Regions from separate parts of the Mus musculus genome. Here region 2 is linked to region 1. The links are chromatin contacts, called in public HiChIP or PLAC-seq maps. All regions are on one chromosome and are shown on one strand. The core of a region is the stretch at or near the end of the contact, and the rest is flanking DNA. Distances in the headings are between cores, read along the strand shown. Region 1 overlaps Myocd (myocardin). Region 2 has its middle 78 kb from the start of Gm12295.

Region 1 (6,773 bases), core at 3,111-5,610:
CCTAAGTCCAGGTTCTTCTCTCTCCCTATTCATGCTCTCCTAGTACTGAGGAGTCTGTCCAGTCTGTCTGTTGTTCATTACTCTGCAGCGCTAGGCACCACAGCCACTCACAAGCAACCTGGAAGAACTGCAAAATCTTGCTCTTCCCATCTCTCCACAGCCAGGCTACACAGCTGCAACTGACAAAGGCAAGATGTCTTTCCCCATCTCTCTGGAGGTGCAGACGGCTGCTACATCATGTTTCTATCACTGAGAACATCAGGTATAGAAACCTATTTATTATAAAGGTGCCTAATGAGTCTGTCAACTTGCCCTTGACGTGAAAAATAAAAACAAACAAACAAAAAACAGAACAAAAAAACCAACAACAAAACAACCTGTTGCCTAAATGAGAAAATGAATGAACATCATCCTTGGTGTTGCTCCAAATGAACCCCACCTCCAGCCTTCAGCTTCCTACTGAACACACTTATGAAAACCTGACTTCTGCTAAGAAGGACTATACTGAAAGATGGTGAGTAGACCACCTTTCCTTCTCTTCTTAAGGATGTTTTGACCTCTAGTGTATTGCAGGGAGAATAGCTTGTGTATTGTATGGATGTATCATCTGTCAATTAAAACGTCTATGGCCTATGGCTTAGGCAGGAAATAGATGGTAGGACATCCTGGGAGAGAAAGTATTCTGGGATGGAGCCAGATGTGGGAAGATGCACCCAGGAAGATGTAAGGAGAGAGATAACCAAGTGGTACCTGAGCATAGGTAACCAGTCATGTGGCAGAATGTAGGTTAAAATAAGTGGATTACTCTAAGTTATGATTCTAGTCAGAGAAGAGCCTAGCTATATGGCCAATGTATTTGTAAATATATTTTGAGTCTGAGTCTTATTTCTGAGAGCATGGAGCTGGAAGGCAGAAGTGGAAAAGTAACCTCAACCTTATATCTTTGGTGATTGTTCTCTGATATAAATGGTTAAAAAAACTGTTTTTTTCTTAAGGTGACAACTGTCAGTCTGAAAGCTCACGTGTTAGATGTCATTTTCACAGGCGTCATGGGAATGAGAGTCCATATTGGTGTGAGGACAGGAATGTGGCCATTTGGAGCTCGTTGTACACACTGAAGCCTAAGTTTTAGTGTTCATACCAATAGCCTGTTGCCTACTTTCAGAAAAGGCAGTTTGCAAAACTTACCTTGGCACTATCCAATTGTTTTCTCGGGTCATGGAATTCAGTTGGACCTTTCAGTGCTGCAACAGAAAGATAAAGAGGTGAGCAGAGGCTGGCCGAAGGCACGGTCGGTGTTGCAGGGTGGCTGTGTGCTTGCTGAGCTATGCACAGTCTGGACGTGAGGGCCCCCATCAGGCCACAAGCAACAAAGAGGGAAGGCCTGGAGGTCACAGCTGCCGAGAAGCCACAAGAGACAGAGGAAGGCAGAACTCAAGCCTAATCCAGGAGGAGCAGCAGAGGCAGGCGTTGCGACAGGAGAAGTGGTGTAGGCAGGCCATGCCAAGTTCTGAGGAACCCGGGTGGAGGATACTCTACTACTAGCTTACGGGGGACAGGAAGTGAGGTAACTCACATCCTCTTTGACTTTACTGTGCCCTCAGTTCTAAAAGCTTGGTGGATGGCTGTAGTCTGGGGTGCATGGGGCACACTGGAGGCAGAGACTGTACTTTGGATATAGGGTGTAGTTGACCAGGAGCAGCTAGTCCAAGGAGGGGATTGAGTGAGATGCAGAGAGTCAGATAGGAGGACTGGAAGGTTCCATGGAAACCGTGGACTCTAATCCCAACCCTAAACGAAGTGTGGAAACCGAGGTGCACAAAAATGGATTGACTTCTCCAGGGGCACATAGTTAGATCCTAGGTCTTCTGATTCCCTAGTCTTTTTCCAGGCATGGTGTCCCAACTATTCTCTGTCCGTGGACACAGGCCTCCAGGCAATCATGCCTAGCAGCATAGAGCAGCACAGAACTGACAGCCTGCGCTGGTTAGCATGTCTACTCCTCCCTCTGTGCCCTCCCATCTTTCCTTGAAGCCCCTCTTCACTATGTTCCCATAAACCCAGCGTAGCAAAAGTGCAGAACATTCTTCCACACATGTCTGCATTTTATGTTGGCTCCCAGGGGAACCATCTCAGTTGGGAGCCATAGACAATCAGGTTTCATTGCAAGTGAAGAGGTTGAGCAGAATTGCATTTGTTGTTGTTGTTGTTTTTTCTTTTAACATCAATTGTAAGTCTGGATATGCTTATGAAACATAGCCAGATTCTACAAATACTCTAGCAAGTGTCTACTCTTACACCACAGGCAAGAAAGCTGTCTTCAAAATCTTGAATTAGTTTCCTGGCAAGGTCAGTGTATATGTGTGTGTGTGTGTGTGTGTGTGTGTGTGTGTGTGTGTGTGTGTGACTGTGTATGTGTGTGTGTGCACGTGCATGCATGTGTGCACGGGTGTCTGTACCCATAACTGCACATTCAGCCTTGAAGACTGCATGAAATGAAGCCCAGCTCCTCTGCGACCTGGTGGAGGTCAAGCTGACATGACCTGGTAGGTACCATAGTGGTGCTTGGTTACAGTACGTTCTATGTAGGATGCTGTTTGGGATGTTAACGAGGCACGCTCTATCAACTTCTCTGCCTCATTCCCACATTAACAATGCTGGCAAAAAGCCATGCCCAAATTGTCCCTGGTGGCTGCTTTGTACCTAATTTTGTTGATATTTCTTCTCACTTTGATTTGGAGCTAGAGGCTTTTTCTCAATGGAAAGGGAATGAAAACTTAGCTGACTATAACATTCCACCGTGACCTGGACATTGACTATCCAGCTTCTTTTTGTCAGTTTCAGTTGTAAGTGGGCCTCCCTGCCATACTTTATTGTAGGCACCCATCTCTTCCTCACCTTTTCCCAGCCAAGTGATTCTGAGAAACAAATGTGTATCACTACTGCGGTTCATGCATTTTCTTTGACAGGAATCTAGGTACCTTTGCGAGGGAGTCTTGCCTTTTCTCACATTTGATCCCTGGACATTTACGCTGGGCATGTATGGAGAGGTTCTCCCTCACCAGGCTGCCAGGTCACAAGGTCTACTTAGGCCTCTGTGATGGGTAAGCTCTGCACCCATAGGCCTTTACCTCTGTCCTCTCAACTGGTGTTCATGGAATTAAGCATGACATGTTAGACATGGCTAAGTAACTTTCATCCGCAGTAAAGGAACTGATTCTGAAAGGATCTTCACTAAATAATCAGGAAGAATAAGTTGTTTTTCCTGGAGGGGTTCCTTAAAGGGCACAGTATGGCAGCCTTCTGATATCACCCACATTCTAAGCAAAATGTGTTTTGTTTTGTTTTTTACTTCATTTTGTTACTATTGTGTGTGCATTTGTATGTATGCCATGCCCGTGGAGGCACGTATCCTGAGGCACAAGTGTGGAAGTCAGAAGGCAACACTGTGGGGTCAGCTGTCTCTCTCCACCATTGTGTGAGCTCTGGGCATTAGACTCAGGTTATCAGATTTGTGAAGAAAATGCCTGTAGTCACTGTGCCTTTTTGCTGGTCTGCTCAGTTGGTTCTAATTGGGTTTGAGACCTGAGAGGGAATTTCCTGACTCTGCATCCTTGAGATTCTTCAGGTCTCACTTGTAGAGATTGTCACGTCCTTGAAAAGCACTGCCATTTCCTGGTTTGGCTTTACAAAGCAACGCATGATGCTACCTCTCTGGTGGAGTGATTGACACAGTTTAGTTCTCTGATGTTTGGAACTGGGAAATTTTTCCAGAGCCTCTACCATAGGGTAGAAAGCTATGCTTGAGGTCTTGGGAAGAATACAAAGAGGTCTGCATGCTGCCCCCATCAATAGATGCTCTCCTCTGAGTTTACCATGGGGGTTGGGTGTGCTATGGGGCACCAGCTTGAGGTCACACTATGTAAAGCTCCCCTGCGGTGGCTCTGGGGTTGAGGTTTGCCTTCTTTGTGACTCCAGAGAATGTGGGCTCTAGCCATTTCCCCTGAAGGCCTCCAAAAACCATAATGCCTCCCTCGGTTGATTTTTTTTTTTAAATACACAAAGGACCACTTCTCCTGCCAGCCCAGGGAGTATCAGATGGCAAATTTTCGTATTTAAAGGACACTGACATTTAAGATGGAAAAGGAATTTGGGTTTCTAAATTAAAAAAATAAGTCCATGTGATTTCAAATTAGAATTCGACTATAAATCCAGTCAGCCACACATCTGACTTGTTCCCCCTGGAGGAAGATTAATCGCTCCTCGCAGGGGAATTCACGTTCTCGCCTCAGCCTTAGTCGCAGGCCATTCCTATTTCTGTCCCTACAGCTCCAGCTAATTTGGGTCAGCTGTGTGGATAAACATTCGCCTAGATAAGAACAGGCCTCCTGCAGTCTTTCTGTTCCACTCTGACTTCAGGCCTCCAAAGAGATGCAATGAAGAAAAAAGAGGCCCGGGATTCTGAGAACTCATTTCCAGACCGAGGAGGGCTGTTTTGCACAGGGCGGGGCTCTGGTGTTGATCGACAGTCCAGCAGGCATGTGGCTAACTCTCCTCTAGGGAATTTCTCAAAACCAGGCCCAAGGAGAACTCCTAGTACTTTATATTACTCCACTGAATAGAGAAAGAGGCAGATGCCAAGGGCTACATTGGGTTGCGCCTCAGTTCTATGTGCAGGCCCTGGGACTAGCAATTACCAGCATCATTTGGGAGACTGTTAGAAACGTTCCAGCCCTCCTAACTCTGAACCACAGCCTGTACAATTCTAGGGGTGAAGCATAGAAACAGATTTGAACAAATCCCCCACATGGTGTTGATGCTCAGGTTTAAGAACATTGGTGAAGCTTGTAAGGCCAGTACAACCTCCTATGGAAGGTCTCAACGAAACAGCGAGTTCTGAAGAGAAGCGCTGGATGGGGATTGTCAGGGGCTGATTTTCAGTACTGTTAAAAAAATGAAGGAAGAGGTAGAGTCCACCCCTAGAAAGGATGCTCAGGTGAATAACACCGCCTCTCAGGTCATTGCTGCCTGGAGTCATAGCAATGTATAAAAATGCTAGCTCCTGTGAAAAAGCATTTACTCATTTATTATTTGAAATTAGAGATATGAATTAATAATATTTATTAGGGTTTTTAAATTTTATGTGTATGGATGTTCTGCCTGGATATATGCCTGTGCACCATGTGTATGCCTGGTGCTTGTAGAGGCCAGAAAAGGGCATTAGATTCCCTGGAACTGGAGTTACAGAGGACTGTGCACTATCATCTGGGTGCTGGGAAATTGAGCCTAGGTCCTCTGGAAGAGTAGCCCAGTGCCTCTTAGCTGCTGTGCCAATCTCCAGCGCGCTACTGGAGAGTACTCCTTGGGGAAGAGACAGTTATTTCAAACATGAGACTCACAATGCTGTCTGATTAAAGGGATCCTGGGCACCTGAGAATTTAGGAACTATTTAATTGAGGCTTCTCCTCGTTGGCTTAACCTTGGACTAACCCAGTAGGGTTTTTTTGCACCTTTGGCTTCCCACTTACAAAATGGACTTCAAAGTGTTTGCACACTCTGCTTTGCTTTGAAAGGACCTTGAGGATGCTCCCCTGAGCAATCAGGTTACAGGCTACATGTAGATGATAACTTGGATATTATTTTTCTATGAACTATCTGCCTCTCTATCTCTATTTCTATATCTCTCTGGGGGGGGGCACTTGATAATAAATTGCTCATCTGTGCCCAAATTTTAGTCCTAAGTGTTTGAAAACAATATCTTTGCTCAGTGTAGCTGGGGGCATTTAATATCTGGTTTATACATGTATAGAGTCTGACCCAACATGAAATACTTTGGAATTTCTTCCCTACTGGATATAAAAACAAATTCAAAGCCAGCCTCTAAGTAGACTGGTTTTCTACTTTTTAAGAAACAGGCAACTGGGAAATTGAAGGAGAGGTAAAAGACAAAAGAGAAGTCAGAATTGGTCCAGCTTGGCATGAGAGTTCAGGGTACCTTTCCCTAGTTCTGGGGGGGGGGGCAGAGAGATGTTAGGGAGAAAGGAAGAGGCAGACAGATTAATCCCCTTGTGCCGTGTTCTGCTCAGGCAGCCAGTAGTGTGTGGTAGGTGGTGTGGGGGGGGGGGAGCCAAGTCAGCTGATGCACTGAGAAAAGGCAGAGATCTATCCAGTGGATGTCTCAAAACTATGGTGAATCTGCAAGGGCAGTGGGTGCGGGGAGGGCCCGTCATTCTTCTGGCTATTCAGGAGTGCCACAGAGTTCAGGGGTTTACCAAGGCTTTGCAGTAAGTATGTGGCTGATGTAGCTTGGATTAGTCTGCAAAACAAATAAAGGCAGCACCATTCATAGACAGCTCCTTGTACCTTGACATTCATTTACATTGATCAGATCACTGGACTTAAGCTGCCCAGAAACCCCACTCAAGGCAGAGATGGCTTTATCTGAAACTGTGGACACAGAATGAACGCTCTGGTCCCCAGGTCCTCTAAAACCCATTCCAGTTCCTTTCCTCTTCTCTTCCATCCCAGGAAGACAGCTGTATTCTGTACTCGCTGAGCTTGCTCCCAATAGATGCTCCTTAGTAACAGAGAAAGAGGGAACATTCAGGTTCCTCCTTCAAATCCCCAGGTACTCACACTCATTGTGGGTTCTACACTTTCCCCAAGTTGTCAATAGAAACAGTTAAATGAGGGCTATTTGGAGCTCCCTATAGACTGCAAGTCCATTGACTCAGAAACTGTGTCTGATTCCCATGTTTATGCCCTACCTACAG
Region 2 (6,773 bases), core at 2,875-5,374, 140 kb after region 1:
TAATGTCATACATAAAATTTAACAAAAACACTTAACCTGACAACTGTTATAAATATGAAAAATATTATCACGTGCAGATAGTCGATGCTACGGAGGGGGAGCTAGACCACTTTGAGAAAGTAAAAGATTTATCACAGGAAAGTTGGGTTTCTCTTCAGAACAGACCCACAAGGTCCAACAGCAGGCCAACTGTGGCCAACAAACCAACCCAGATGATGGGCTGTTGCTGCGCAACCCCTGAATGGAGAGTAGTTCTCACATCTTTGTGAGGTTCTTAAATGCAAACCCATTTCTTTCTCTCCTGTCTAGAGGAGTCTCTAGAGTATAAACCCATCTCTTTCCCTCTGTCTACAAAAGGGTTTCCAGAACATTAAAAGATGAAGAACCCGCGGGGTAGATGCATGGATTCCAAGGGTCCCCAAGACTGTGAACTAGACTCTGAAATCCTAACTCATGTGTCACTGTTACATGAGGGATAAATCTTAAGTCTGTTCAATCAATGAGATGCTTGGTATCCACATATGAGAAAGTGGTACCATTCTGTTCCCGTTACCAAACCATCCTCTCTAAACCTATTACTCTCTAACTCAAGAACTAATGAATCCAGATGAATGTGCAACCAAGACTGGCTGTGCCCCACCCCAGAGCCTGACCGCCACCACCCAACCCTTGGTCTAGTTCAGCTACTCTGACTAATGTGTTACTGGGCCCACCTTGTTCAAGGTTACTGCATGTGGAGAACACTCCACCTCTGAACTATACTTCAGCTCTGGTCCAATGATAATTGAGAACATTACCGTCATCAGCGTCCAGAAGCATAGAACATTTCATTTTGTTTAAAAACAAAAAGTATACATGAGAACAAAAAACACAGCCACTTTTCTAAGTGGAGAGGGATCTATAGTCTAGGTGTTCATCACTCACTTAGCAGCTCCAGTCTCATAAAGCCCCAAGATCCCACCGTCGCAACGATGAAGGTCTCACAGTGTTTTGTAATGGTGAGTGGACCATGATGAGTTAATAAACAACTAACTTTAATTTTCAAAATAATCAGATGAGGAATATTCTCTTATAGTCTCCATCTTTCTCAAAGAAATTGGTGCTTGGGAAGAGTCAGCAAGCCGATTTACATCTGGAAAATGGCAAAGGCAGCCCACAGTGACGTGTCTCTGGCTCCATACCCACCTTCATGTGACTTGACTCACATGAAGCTGTCCCTATTTAGTGCCACTGCCTCTTGCAGAGAGTTGAGGGATGACTTGGTCACTGACTTCTCTGTAGTCCTGAACTCCTGTCTCCTGTATGTGACATCCCTTTCCCTGCCTCACCAGACCCATTCATCCCAGCTGATTGCAGCTTGAGAATGGTATAGACCAGAGCGGCTTGTACTGGCCAGTTTTGTGTGTCAACTTGACACAGGCTGGATTTATCACAGTGAAAGGAGCTTCAGTTGGGGAAGGGCCTCCATGAGATCCACCTGTGGGGCATTTTCTCAATTAGTGATCAAGGGAGAAAGGCGCCTTGTGGGTGGTATCATCTCTGGGCTGGGAGTCTTGGGTTCTATAAGAGAGCAAGCTGAGCAAGCCAGGGGAAGCAAGCCAGTAAGTAACATCCCTCCATGGCCTCTGCATCAGCCCCTGCTTCCTGACCTGCTTGAGTTCCAGTCCTGACTTCCTTTGGTGATGAACAGCAACGTGGAAGTTTTAGCTGAATAAACCCTTTCCTCCCCAATTTGCTTCTTGGTTGTGATGTTTGTGCAGGAATAGAAACCCTGACTAAGACACTGGCTCTAGGCCTCAAATCCTCAAATTCCCACCCTCATGTCCACCCACCAGCATGACACAGAATGAGACTTGTGTAGCAGTGGGATTAGTGAGCTAGTCTCCCTCCCCCAATATTCCCTTTCTGTCTCTGCTCCCAGAGGTGGCTCCTCCCCTAGCAAATGTTCAAACTGGCATCCCATCTCAGGATAGGCTTCACCTGTGTTGCCTGCTCCAATGATTCGGTCCTACACTGGTTGCTGGCCTTGCTCGTCCTTTCTGCTCATCCTGCCCCTCCATCTCCAGCCCTGCAGTATGTGTGGACTGGAAGCTTTCACCCGTCTCCCACTTGTGGCTACAGCCACCACCTCACACTTCACTTACTGGGGTTGGCTGAGTCCTTCTTAAGATTCCCCGTGCCATTTCTGTAATCTGATTCAGGTGGGACCAGAAGCCACCATCTCTAGGAAATTTGGCTTTTTCTCACACTTCAGACCAGTCACTTTTGCTTTGCCCTGGGAACCCTGGATGTGACATGTTCACCTTCTCTGTCTGTGATCTTCTGTGTGTCATGCTAATGAAATCACAGTCACCAGTGTCTTTAAGGTGATGATGGCTTTAAGGGCCAGAAGTGTGCTGCAATGCTGATAATAATTATATAATTAGTTCATCGACAACTTTATACACATATGACCTTATGGAACACATATATTACCCCATCCTGTTCTCTAGATGAGGAACCTGAGGCATAGAAAGGAGAAGCAATGCCAGGAAATGTGGGTTTGGCTTTGAATTCTTGTGTAAAGACTGGCCACCCTGGAGTGCAATGGCTACTTTCTAGTCATCTCCACAGAGTTTTTCTGTGCAGAGAAGTGAGCCTTCTCTTAGGAGACATATATCCATATGTTTTCTCTGGTATTTCTTGTGGTTTTTCCTCCATTAGTCAATGAGGCCTCTGTTAAACACGAAAGAAAAGAAAACCAACAAAATCCAGCTACCAAAGGAGGCATATTTTTAGCTATTGAGTCCCAAATCCCAGGTTGTGTGGTCATAAACCAAAGATGTAAAAGATTAGATGAGAAGCTGGAAGCCTTTTGCTCCAGGCCAGACTCTTCAAATCACAGAAGAAGAAGGGCCAGAGAAGCATCTTTGGGAAGGATGCCGCCCCTCTCACCACCTGCTCCATGGTCCAGTCACCCTGGGTGGGACAGCAAGACAGCTACCAGACAAGGTGGGAGGTGATAGCATCTTATGTCGTCCCTGTCCCTAGGGTTTAGATGAGGACATCCTCCTATTTAACTAAGATTATATCTCCATAACTAAGCCAAATTGGAATTCAATGTAGAAATTAAAGAGAGTTACAGAGAAATAAGGCAAGTTGTATTTTTTACACAGCTGAGAGTGGGGCCTCTGAGTAGCCATGGTCATTGATTCTAGTCTATTCAATAAAGCTATGAGGCTACTTTTTTTTATTTTTTAGCTATCCACATGCTATAGCCTTTAAGTACAGAGTAGAAAAATTGCTTTTTTTAGTGATAATTAAAAACAAAGGAGCCTTAGCAGACAAGTAGGAAGTAAATAAAGGGGGAAAAAAAGCATTGTATTAGTATTAATTGTAAGAAGTATTACCTATAAAGGCCAACTCTCTGAGGCACAGCCCACCCTGTCCTATAATGAATCTTTATTCTTCTACAAGAGAGAGTGTCTTGTGAGGATGTACTTACATTTTGTTTGGTGGACAAGTCGCGTTCTATTCCCTTCCCTCTGAACTCTAACTTGGGATAAGCCCTTAGGAAACGGAGTCTGCCTCCACCAAGCCGTCCTTCAGCCGTGTTGTTGTGCAGAAAGAAAACTGCCTGTGAATCAGCTTGGTGTCATGGAAATTATGCTTTGTGGCAAGTACGTTCGTTACGAATGGTTGCTCATAAAAACGTGCCAGCACGGATGTCACCGCAGCCATCTCAACCTGCTGTGAACCTGTCTGTGATAAATCCTGGGAAAACCAGTGAGTGCTATCTTTAGTACCCACACCGTCTTACTGGCTCGCGTCATTCACAGCTCTAAAAATACAATTTATATCATTGAATTCCTCAAATTCCTTCAGTGCTTACACTCTGATTTAAGTGGCATTAAAGCAAGGGTGATTAGGCTGAGATGCCCAAGGCTACTGACCAATGCCCTCCCTGGGGTATTAGCTGTCTATCAGATACAGTGTGTTGTTTATCAGTCTCAGACTCAGCATGGTTAGACGCCTTGGGATTGTCAGCCTGAGAGAGAAACTTTCAATGACAGTGTGTAGAGCATTCTCTGTAGAGCTGATACAGAGGAAGGGAGTCATAGAATTTAAAGTCCAATGTGGAACACTCTGTGAAGAGATGCAGGAGCCATTCATGTGAGTCAGAAGACAGGCACACACTCAGATTGCTTTGTCTGAACCAGTGGTTCTCAGCCTGGGGGTGGTGACCCCCCCTTGAAGGTCAAATGACCTTTTCATGGGGGTAGCCTAAGACTATCAAAAAACAAAAACAAAACCAAAAACAAACCAACCAAACAAACATAAAAACCCCACAGTTATTTACATCATGATTCCTAATAGTAGCAAAATTACAGTTATGAAGTAGCAACAAAAATAACTTTATAGATGGGGGGAGGGGGGTCACCACAACATTCAGAACTGTATTAAAGGGTCACAGCATTAGGAAGGTTGAGAACCACTGCACTAAACCAACAGGCTTCTCAGGACAGCTCCTAGTGAGAACCAGCTAGAATTCTCTCAGGCCCGGGCTCATTTCCCAACTCCCTTCTCTGTGAACCAGCTGGAGCAAGGAGAGAGGGAGTCTTTTGACTACTTTTAACTTTCTCCTGTGGTCCACTGGGCCACTTTTGTGTTCCTGGGGACACCCTGTTGCTGCTTCTGATAGTAGTTGTGGTGTATCTGGGTGCATGCCAAGTCAAGGCTTGGTTTGGTTCTGGAATGCTGCTTTCACAGTGAAGGGTTAGAAGTTAGGACAGGAAGTTATAGCTGCAGGAGACTGGAGAGAAAACCCTCACTGGAAAGGAGATTTAATGCCGTGAGTCACTTCTTGTGGACAGCCAGTGCTCCAAGCTCCCTGTTCTCGACCAGTAAAATGTGGCTGTGGGCCTGCCCGCCTGAACCAGAATTGCCTGCAGAACTTAACGACACCTCTGCCCACTCTGAGATTGCACTCCATCTCTTCTCACGGGGTGGAGTCTTTACTGAGCACTTTTAGACAAGAACACTTCCAGGGTCCATACCTTAAGTCTCTATGGGACAGTCTGAATTGGGGAAAGTAGCTTTCATGAGACTCCATTAGCAGGGGTCTGTTACAGTGGAATTGTTCGGAAACACAGCATCCCAGCAGGGTCAGCTCACTTTCTAGCTGGGAGCAAAGCGCTACTGAGAAGCAGTCTCTCCTAGGACCACATAAGGTACAGTCTTAGGTGGGGGTGAAGCTTAGTAAGTCTGAAGTACGTTGACATAACTGATGCTCTCAACATTTTGATGTAATTAAAATTGGGTACCCATAAATACAGTCACTGCATACATATACACACAGACACATATACATACATGCCACAATACACACATTTATACATACCCTATACATACAACCAAACACATATCACATATATACACACCCTATACATCACACATATGCACACCAAGCATATACCACACACACACACACACACACACACACACACACCATGCACATACACACATGCACACCCCCTAGCCCCTGCTTTTTCCAGAGTCTAGTTTGATACCTTGTATTGACAAGGGTCAGATTTAAAATATTATCTTGATGGAACCTTCATTCTGCCATTAATACATGTCTTATGCAATTCAGGACCCCGTCCTGTGACATAAGTGACTTGAAGAAAAATTATGGATGTAAAAAATCCTATTAATGAGCAAACCCCTCCCCACCAGCTGTGCTCCAGGGGTTCTGGGCTTGGTTACCAGCTTCTCGATGTGCAGCGATTTGACTGGTATGTAATACTCTCTCATTTTTCCTGATAGGGACGGCTAAGCACATTATGTTCTCTCTCCCAGTTGGCAGCTCAACAAAGGCCAGCCATAAAACCCTCCACTTGTGTAATAAACTGTTGTACAATCTACTGCTTATGAACAAGGTCCCTGAAAATGTGCAACCTTTCTGCACGTTAAACACAAAACAGATGGAGGCTTGAAAATAACTTTCTTCTTCAGGGGAGGGGAAAGTCCAAGAAGGAAAGAGAAGCCCAGGAGTCCTAACCGGGGGCTGAACTCTGCCCCAGGTCGGGGGGCAGCTCCATACCTGGGGGAGCCTATCAGGCAGCTGGATGGGGGAGGCTTCAAGGAACCTGGAAACACGTTCCTGGATCTTCCAAGCCAAGCAGGTAGAGCAGGCGGTCCAGTGAGACCCTTGAGCCTATTTTGTAAACTTCCCAAATGCAGTGATGCTTGGGGGCTCTGCTTCCTGATCCCTGTAGAAACATTGCTAGGGATACAAACAGTCCTGCTTGGCTGGTTCCCTGATTTTCTACTTGCTAGCCTTATATATGTGAAAAGGCAAATGTAGATAATTGTGAAGTAGAAGAACTGATAGAACCAGGAGTGTAATGATGTACGTGTTCTACACACATGCATGTGTTCATCATTGTCTATCTTTTATATTTTGGGTGGAACTTTAAGTACTTCTGTTAAAATGCACGTTTTATCACATATCACAGTGCATGCATGGCTTTATCTGTGGAAGTGACTGAGACTTGCTATTAATCAGAGCTGAACATCCTCGGACATACCCATGCTGGCTTTTGAAAGTGGCACATGTGTTCATGCCATGGAGCCCAAATGGCAGAAGCCAGCTGTCTTATATGATGTAATGATACTCACAGAGGTCTCTTCCCATATGAGATCTTGTGAGGGAGGACGAGACCATCAGTGGGAGCATTGTACCCCATGATTGAGGACTTCTAACGTTTTTGTCAGTCAGCATACAGTCAGGA

Evidence for each region. HiChIP or PLAC-seq counts read pairs in DNA pulled down with a chosen protein or histone mark.
Region 2: an H3K27ac HiChIP or PLAC-seq map of heart atrium shows a contact between it and region 1, with 5 read pairs. The contact joins two enhancer-like sites. A contact is called at or near these places in 2 of 484 Hi-C or Micro-C datasets (embryonic stem cells and nephron progenitors) and 1 of 115 datasets of contacts at active chromatin or transcription factors (heart atrium).

The regions. Positions count from the first base shown.
Region 1 is chr11:65,222,546-65,229,318 of GRCm38.p6, forward strand. Myocd (myocardin) reads right to left here. Exons shown (of 13, transcript NM_146386.3): 3 at 1,189-1,244. Among named protein-coding and RNA genes, the nearest start is that of Gm30586, 44 kb to the right of the region's middle. Within about 2 kb of position 4,361, at least 17 of the 459 cell types and tissues checked have an H3K27ac peak or open chromatin away from gene starts, as enhancers often do. A contact at or near this core is called in heart atrium, where this site is marked.
Region 2 is chr11:65,362,192-65,368,964 of GRCm38.p6, forward strand. No RefSeq gene overlaps it. Among named protein-coding and RNA genes, the nearest start is that of Gm12295, 78 kb to the left of the region's middle. Within about 2 kb of position 4,125, at least 76 of the 459 cell types and tissues checked have an H3K27ac peak or open chromatin away from gene starts, as enhancers often do. A contact at or near this core is called in heart atrium, where this site is marked.